Regions from separate parts of the Mus musculus genome. Here region 2 is linked to region 1. A link is a contact called in public Hi-C data. All regions are on one chromosome and are shown on one strand. Each heading gives the region's core, a stretch centred on a gene start, on an enhancer-like site or on the middle of the called end of the contact. The rest is flanking DNA. Distances are from core to core; before and after follow the strand shown. Region 1 has its middle 11 kb from the start of Gm31423. Region 2 overlaps Klf3 (Kruppel-like factor 3 (basic)).

Evidence for each region. A called contact is a pair of places that touch in the nucleus more often than the background predicts.
Region 2: a Hi-C map of bone marrow-derived macrophages shows a contact between it and region 1, with 24 read pairs. The contact joins two enhancer-like sites. A contact is called at or near these places in 4 of 484 Hi-C or Micro-C datasets (the 3T3-L1 cell line, bone marrow-derived macrophages, embryonic stem cells and 1 more), 4 of 115 datasets of contacts at active chromatin or transcription factors (embryonic stem cells and stem cell-derived neural progenitor cells) and 3 of 9 other capture datasets (adipose tissue, embryonic stem cells and liver).

Annotation. Positions count from the first base shown.
Region 1 is chr5:64,519,033-64,523,527 of GRCm38.p6, forward strand. No RefSeq gene overlaps it. Among named protein-coding and RNA genes, the nearest start is that of Gm31423, 11 kb to the right of the region's middle. Within about 2 kb of position 3,144, at least 42 of the 459 cell types and tissues checked have an H3K27ac peak or open chromatin away from gene starts, as enhancers often do. A contact at or near this core is called in bone marrow-derived macrophages, where this site is marked.
Region 2 is chr5:64,831,188-64,835,803 of GRCm38.p6, forward strand. Klf3 (Kruppel-like factor 3 (basic)) reads left to right here. Exons shown (of 6, transcript NM_008453.6): 6 at 1-1,714. Among named protein-coding and RNA genes, the nearest start is that of Gm31684, 17 kb to the left of the region's middle. Within about 2 kb of position 3,139, at least 27 of the 459 cell types and tissues checked have an H3K27ac peak or open chromatin away from gene starts, as enhancers often do. A contact at or near this core is called in bone marrow-derived macrophages, where this site is marked.

The sequences.
Region 1 (4,495 bases), core at 1,894-4,393:
TAGAGATCAAACCCAGGGCTTCGTGCAAACACTCGACAACTCAGCCACATCCCCAGCTGAGTAGGTAACATTTTAATCTGAGAGTTTTAAATGATTAATAAGTGATATATAAGTCTAGCAAACTAAGAGAGGTGAAAATGTTCAAAGTCGATGTGAGATAAGGCAACAGCTAAGCAAAAGGAAAGGGGCTTCTGCACTCTGCACTCTCGCCCCGCCCCTGGCATCCTTCAGTGTTTGGTATCCATGAGAACAAATACTGTCTGTGGCTCACATGATTTGTGGGGTGCTGGAGTAGGGAGGCTAAAGTTTTCTTTTCACCACAAAAGTAATAAAGTCTGACTGTCGACATCTCAAAAATAATGAAAACACCGTAAAGACAAAAACAAACCAACCACTTCTGATTTTGTTATTTCGCTATTTTTCTTTATATAGCATAAAGAATGTATCATTTCCCATAGGTTTTTCTCCACAACCAATGCCTGTTGGAAATCCTGAATTTTATTCTGTGTGGAGATATCTCATAGTTTTCTTCATTATTTCTATCACCACCCCATCTTTGTTTTAAATATTTCTTTGTATGTGTAAATATCTTTGTATGTATGTGTTTCTGTGTATTTTATACACATACATACTTGCACACACACAAACACAGGTGCCCCAGAAGGCCAGAAGAGGGCTTTGGACCCCTGAAGCTAGGCTTTCGGCAGTCATGAGCAGATTCCATGTGGATTCTGGGAACTGGCCTTGAGTCCTCAGCAAGATCAGCAAGTGCTGTCACCAGCCGAGTGCCTCCGAAGCCCCTCCTTTTTTTAATTTTAAGGAAAAAGATGAAGAAGTCTGACATGAGAGCTCTGTGGGTCCAGCTCTTCCTTTATGAGGAAAGGGTCCAAAACGGCGAGGCTTTTAAGGGAAGAAACATTTCTCACTCTCCACAGGCTTGCGTGTCTTTCTCCCCGGAAGGGCCTTAGCTCCTCCTGTGATGTTGTTCAATCTCACTGCAGGCCTTGAGCTTGTCTTTTTTCTGTTTTAAAGAACTGCCTTGAAGGCTGGTTGGAGGTTCAGTGCCCGGGGTCCGGTCATCAGCGGCGTAAGCCGGGTCTGGTGGCACAGACTGCCTAGAATCCTTGCATTCTGGAGGTGAAGAAGAGATGTCCTTGGCTATGTGGCCCAGCCTTGGCTGTGAGACTCTTCTCAGAAAGGAAAAAAAAAAAAAAAAAAAAAGAAACCTTGATTTGATAGTTTTTAAATGACTCGATTGAGAGGCTTTTTTGTTTTTTTGTTTTTGTTTTTAAAAAATAGAACAGGTCCCGCTTTCCTTGTGTACAAAAGGAGGGCTTAGAGAGAGAGGCACCTGCGGAGTGACTGGGACGCAATAAATGCTGGCTGGCCAAGTCCCTTCCGAAGCTGTTTGGATTTTATGGTTTGACATGCCCGTAGGTTGGAAGAGAAAGTAAGCCAAGTAGCTAGGGGCGTGGAAAGAAGGAGAAGCGGCTGCGGCTCAAGTATACAGTATGATGTTAACTTACAAATAAAGCTTTCCCTCAGACTTTCTTCCTAAGCAAAAACTTCAGTAACCCCCAGTCCCAAGGAAGAGAGACAGTTCAGACCCCCAAACTGTCATGTGTAAGAAACAGAAGAAAAGCAACGCCAACTCCAAAAGGAAGAGACAGCATCAGCTCAGGGTCCCCCAAACCAAGTTACAGCACAAAGGAGATTTCTTTGTCCCAAAGGGACAGAAGGCTGAGATAAGAGGACAAAGGCAGGAGATAGAAGAGGAAGAAGGGGAAGGGAGCAAGGGAGAGGGGAGCAAGGGAGAGGGGAAGGGGGATTTGTCTTGGAGGGAAATGGGACAAAGGACTTCCTCTGATGGAGAGGAGACAGACCGTCACATAGGAAAATGGTGGTTTATAAAGGGAAAAATGGGAAACCCCGTGTTAGGATGAGGTGTTTAACTTTAATTGGGCATGTTAATTAGGTGAGCCCAAGAGGGCTTTTGACCGCTGGACTTCAGTATTTTGATAGTTGGACCTTGGTAGTCAGCCTCAGGAGGAAGAAGTGGCCAAATAAAGAACGGACCTTGGAGACTAGCATTAGGAATGAAATCTACGGACTTTTAGCAAGACAGAGGGAATTGGGGAGAAGGACGAGGCCTGTCAGAGCCATGACCACCACACTTGACCTAGCCGGAGTCCCTTCAAATTCTTAACCACAGAAAACATGTTGCCACTCTGAGCTCACCTTAACACGGAGAGTGCCATGCAGCCCAAGATGGCCAGCACACTCACTGCCCCTGCCACCATATGCAACTGTAGAGAGAAAGTGAAGGCAAGTGAGAAGCAAACAGCAGATGACAGCCACAGAGAAGCATATGAACAGGAACTTTTAAAGATGGGAAAAGAATTCCTAGTGGGGGACACGAGGAGATATGCATACTCATTACCTTCTCATTATCCTCAAATAATACCGCCCAGCTGCGGCTCCCCTGTAAAGTCAAAAAGTTCCCGTGAGTTGGAAACAGAGCACAAGAGTTTTCTCCTAACACAGGATGGTGCCAAATGTGAGTGCTTACATAAATAGATCAAGAGTCTCTCCACCGAAGACACATCCATGTCCAGGCTTGCCTGTGGCCTGACTCTTCCCCTGACTACATAATGATTAATAGGCTGTAGCAATATAGTGTGCCAGATACCTGTATTTGGTTATGAATGGAGAAATTATTTATAGTTGCCTGAAGCCAGCGTGGCTGTCTGGTACTTCTATGGCTTTATCTTACAAAAATAATATATATCATAAAGAATATATATGTGTGTGTGTGTGTGTGTGTGTAGGTATTTAATATGAATCTGGTGGGTGTTGCCATAACCAACCTTCATAGGTAAAAAAAGAAGGAACAATGTCTTTTCAAGTAGTCATGAGGAAAGTGAGAAAACAAAGCACTTTGTAAATGAATCCCTGACCCTGTGAGAGGAATCTTCACAGAAACCACAAAATGTTGGCTTTTGACTAAGTTCCCAAAAGAAAAAGTCAGTTTCCTGTTTGCTTGGGGTTGTATTTTAATTTCTTTTTGGTTGTGGTTAGATAATTTTCAAGAACATATGGGAAAAGTCTTGGCAGTCAGTCCCTCTCGTCCCCACAGGATGGCAAAAGAAGTGTGCAAATGAAAACGGGACACAGCACTTCAGCCTGACACGATGCCCCATGGTGCCAGCCAGCGGCTTCTTGGGGGATAATTTACAGCTGACGACTGAGGACTTGAGAAACCATGCTCAGCAACAGTTTACAAAGCTGAGAACAGAAAGCAAAGACTGCTGAAACAGCATTAGACACACACACACAGTGTCACACACACACACACAATCACATAATACATACATACTCACACAAACATACACAGACATACACACACATATATATATATACACACATTCACACACACATACACACACACTCATACAGACACGCACATATACAATGCACACATGCATACACATACCCACACATACACACACAAATTCACATACACATACATACATACATACACATACAGATACACACAGAGCTACACACACACACACACACACACACACACACACACACACACTGTCATCTGAGATTAAGTCTGACCAGGCTACTCACAGTGTTAAAAATAATAACCCAAAGTTTTACAGAGCAGCTCAGTAGTTGCACTTAGTGCTATAACGGCATCTTCCTATTTAACCCTAATAACCTTAGATGCTTAGAAAAATAAGGCGGACTGTTTAAAATCCCCAGCCAGCAGGCACTCCAGCTGACTGTTGATGTTGAACACAGCTGTGTCCATAGCCTGAGCTTTTAACCACTAGAACGTGTTGTCAAACCCTGATGTTATAACAAACACTTTTGGTGGAATGGATGGTGTCTTTACCACATCACATATGTTCCTGCTATGAATAGTAAATGAGCATACCGTGAAATAATGAAATAGTTATGATTTTGCACAAATGCTTCGTTACAGAGCCCTTGAGTAGAAACCCTGCCACAGTCAGTGCACAGGTAATTAAAGACATTGTAAATAGTGCATCTTTTACCTTCTCAGCCTTCCGTGATTGATAAAACGCTAGGTAGATTGAGTAGGGATAAAAGACAGAGAACATGGATCATGGGCATCAAGAACTAAACTTGGGATGGCAGTCAAGTTTGTGGCCTCAAAAACATCTTAAAGGGTATTTTTTTGCAATAAATTAACATTTTAGAATTTATGAACTTACAGTACAAATTTCTTAAGCTGACACACGATAAAATGGAAAATATGAATAGCCTCATGTCTATTGAAAGAATTAACTTTGGGGCTAGTGATGTGTCTCAACAGGTAAAGGTACTTGGTGGCAGGCTGGATGGCCTGGGTTCAACACCTGCATCCCACGTGATAGAAGGACAATGGATCTGACTCCCACAAGTTCCCCTTAGACCTCCACACAGGCACTGTGATGCCAAGAAAAATAAAAAGAATTTAAAT
Region 2 (4,616 bases), core at 1,889-4,388, 310 kb after region 1:
ACATGAATTGAGGAGTGAGTGTCTCTTGGGAAAGCAGGGTCTCCCTTGTCAGTGTTCCTTAGCGTTCATGCCACCACCATCGTGTCTTGAAGTGGTTCTTCTGCAGGGCACTGAAGAGTCCCGTTTGTTTAGTGTTTGTTCCAATTTGTATGCTCCGACCCAGTGAGCAGCGGGGTAGGGTGCAAGGAAGGACCCTTAGCTTTGCTTCAAACCAAGAATAGTTAATAGCACCATGGCGTATTTAAATTTTGTTCAAAAGTCTTTATTATATTACTCTTTAGCTTGCTTAGATCATGTTAACAGAAAGATCCATTTTAACTCTGAAAGAAAAGTAACCCAGAGAAGCCATTCTCTAGTCCCATGCTAGTCTGATATAATTTTAGTTAATTGGCCCTTACCAAATTTCCTATATATATATATATATATATATATGTATGTATGTATGTATGTATGTATGTATTTGTATTTTACTATGATAGTTGAGAAATTTAGTCTCTTAGTATTCTTTTGTTTGGTTGTTTGGTTGGGTTTTTTGTCTTTTGTTTGTTTGGGTTTTTGTTTTTGTTTTTATTTTAGCTGTTTTTGTGCATGATACAAGTTAAGATGCCCTGGATGTTTGATTTTGGATGACATGCTATGTTCTTGTCAGTGGTGGTTCATTTGCAGTAAATTGATGAGGACAGGCTGTAAACATGAAGCCAGCACTGTGTAAATCATTACAGAGTTCATTCAGTTACTGCTCAAGTCTCATCTGGGGGAAGTTCCAAAAATAACCAACATCTTGTGTTTTTGAGTTTCACAGTGGGAAGGGTACATCATTAAATGGGCATTTTGCACTCGAAAGTCACTTGGTTTGGAGACTGTGTGTAGCATAGCTTTGTTCAACTAAGAAGATACTAAATATGCAGATGTTGCAAGAGCCTTGGAACAGAATTACAGGGGAGTGATATATGTATATGTATGTTTTATTAAACACCCACCTGCACTATCAGTATTGCACTAATGTGGAATTTGAGAGACTATTGCTGATATTGTAATCTGCGCACCATTCCTTAGATTGTTAAAAAAGACAATCTCAGAGATCAAAGGTTTTATAATTTGGTTTGAAATTAGAATTGTCTTGAAGGAGTTGCTAACGTACATGAAGTCACTTGAGTTCTCTTTATTCTCTTCTTGGTCAAGGTTAACAGTTTCTAAACGATTGCAAATTCACTTAAGTAATACATTTACAAAGCCATTTTACATGCATTAAAAGAGGGCTACAATGTGTTTTACAAATACTAGCACTTTTTTTTCCTGTTATGTACCTAGTGTTAGAGGGTCAGAATAATCTTTCTGCTTGGCATCTCTTAAAACCTACCTGCAAGCATAGCAGGCTTATTGCATTTACAGTTCTTTAATACTTGTATAAACTATGCAGAAATTTTTAATAAAGTGTAATATATTTTATAAGCTAATAAGACTGAATGGGTAAAGGTTTTTAGCATGCATTAGTATACTTGCAAATACTGAAACATTTTGGTAATCTTTCTTACTAAAGATGTGAATGTTTAATGTACCTTCTGTTTCTACCCTGTAGTCCAATGGGAATTCAGTAATGACATTTTGTCATGTCAAACTGTGAACATAAATTTGTACTGTACAGTCCTCATATACTATATACAGTATGCAATATATGTATTATATACTTGTTAATAAAACCATCTGAATATTACACATAATCATGTGATTACTATAGGTAGTATTTACCAGGAACAAAGACGTGAGAGATGTAAAGTTTCAAAGTAAGTCACTGATGAGCAATAATTTTTAATGGTTAGAAAAGGAAGCCCATCTAGCCAGTAGGTACACCACAGGAGTGAAGAGTCTTAAAGCAATGACCCAGTAATGTCCAGGAAGAGGAAGGCTCAGTTTAAGCCATAGAACTGCAGACATTCATCTGTAAATACATCCAGTGCATTTTAGAAGAGCTTTGTTTCTCCATCCTATCCAGAATGCCTCCTTGCTGTGTGTGATGTTCCCAAGGAAACTCTTCCCAGAAGAGTCTGCCTCTGTAATTCTGCTCCCTTTTCTTATTCACAGCTGATTCTCCAGCTCCATTAGCCCAGCAAAGCAGACTTTTCACTCCAGTGATACTGGATCTTGCTAATCACAGCTAATTCTGGTTAAGAATTAACCAGAGACCACAGATTCATAAAATATCTCACAAAGGGCCCTAGTAGAATCCTTTAAAGGACTCTCAAACTTCCCTTTGAAACTCCCACAAGCCAGGCCTCCCATCATGTGCATTGCTCTGAACATTGTCTCCCAAGCTTCCAGACAACATTCCTCTAATCCCTCATCACTCAATGGTTTTTCCAGCCCCAAGTACAAGTGCCACTGTAGTCCACACATTGTCAGGTCTGACAGAGTAACACCCTACTCCTGATACTAATTTCTGCCATAGAGATAAAAACAGCATGACTGTAAGGAGGGAGGGTTTGGTTTTTTTATGCTCCCATATCCTAGTCCATCACTGAAGGAAGTCAGGGCAGGAACTCAAGCAGGTGAGAACCTGGAGGCAGGAACCTATGCAAGAGGAAGGAGTGCCATACAAGCTTGCTCCCCATGGCTTATTCAGCCCGTTTTTGTTTTTTGTTTTTTTAATATTTATTTATTATATGTAAGTACACTGTAGCTGTCTTCAGACACTCCAGAAGAGAGCATCAGATTTCGTTACGGATGGTTGTGAGCCACCATGTGATTGCTGGGATTTGAACTCAGGACCTTTGGAAGAGCAGTCGGGGCTCTTAACTGTGAGCCATCTCACCAGCCCTCAGCCTGCTTTTTCAATACCATCTAGCACCATCTGCCCAGAGGTAGTACTATCCACAATGAGTTAGCCCTTCCCCCCACCAACACCGACCCCCAACAACCATCAATCAAGAAAATGCCCTATAGATTTGCCTACAAGTAATCTGGTGGGGATGCATTTTCTCAGTTGAGGTACCCTCTTCTCAAATGACTCTAGGTTGTGTCAGGTTGACAAAAACTTAGCCAGCACACTATCAGTGTGTTCTCCAGACAGTTCTTGTGCTAGAGAGCAATTCTTCAATCCAGCAGTGTGGGAGATGGGCTCTAATGGGAAACACTTGAATCATGGGGTCGGGCTCCCCCATAAATTCCTTTCTCATGTGTCAGGGTTAGTTCCTGCAGGGCTAGATTGGTCATCTTGAGAAATTACAATCTGAGGCAATCCTTTGGGTTTTTTCCTATTGCACACAGGTTCATTTCCCTTCCTCTTCCAACTTGGCACCATGTTAAGAGGCTGCACAGGGCCCTCACTTTATCTTGGACTTCCCAGCCTCCAGAACTGAAACTAAATTTTGCTTTTATAAACTATAAACCTAGACCCAAGGATTGTGTTACAGCAACAGGAAATGAAACTAGGACTTCTAAAAAAATAAAATTATTTATTTATTTGGAGGAAGGAAAGGGAAAAAAATATGATTATAATCTCAAAAATAAAAGACAAATTGTTGCAAAATACTCTCTCTCTCTCTCTCTCTCTCTCTCTCTCTGTGTGTGTGTGTGTGTGTGTGTGTGTGTGTGTACATACATGACAATGCTTACATGTGGAGGTGCAAGGACAGTTCACAGGAGTTGGTTTTCTCCTTCCACCATGTGGGTCCCTGAGATCAAATTCAGGGCAACTGGGTTTGGTGGCAAGATCCTTTACTCACTGAGCCATCTCACCTGCCCTAAGTTTTTAATCTACAATTAATTAATTAATCCTAATTAATAGGATTCATACCTTAATAGGTCAGGAACAGATAGTAAGAGCTTCATAGAAGTACATAAATCTGAATAAATATGACTTTTCAAGCCTTCAGTGGTCATGAATAAAAACAACAGATGGTTTCTGACTAGGGTTTTAAACCTTTTTTTTTTATTGTATTTTTTATTATTGTGGATGTGGACACACACTTGTGCAATGGAGAGCTTGTGGAAATCAGAGAACAACTTATGGGAGTTGGGTGTCCTTCCACCATGCAGAGGATAGGACTCAGGCTGTCAGGTTTGTCAGCACTGAGCCACCATGCCAGCCCTAGAGTACTTTTTGCTCAAGACAAAATATAATAACTCTCATCTATTCCCATTATTCTCACACCAAATGAATTTGTTACTTACATGTCATGGTAGGGATCAAAGCACTTGACAGAGGGGAGGGCAGGTTTTGGTTTCAAGGGTTTCAGTTCGTCATGATGGGGAAGGCATGACAGTTCATGTAGGTGAAAGCTTGTAGCAGAAGCTCATCACAAGGGAGAAGGGAGCAGGGTAAGCTAGAAGAGGAACTCAGGTATAACCTCCTTCCAGCTGGGCTATACTTCCTGAAATTTAAACTGCCTCTCAAAACAATTTGACCAAATTAAAACACACACATACACACTCACGTTGAAAATGTAAACCTGTGGAGGACACCTCAAATTCAAACCGCTCATCATCAAAGGGTCATGACCGTCTCATAATACATGAGGCATTTAATCAAACTTCTGAGAGTCAGAAAAGCCCAAAATTATCTTTTGAAACTCGGGGAAATTTTAATTGTGAACTGCTGTAAAATGAAAAGTTATATG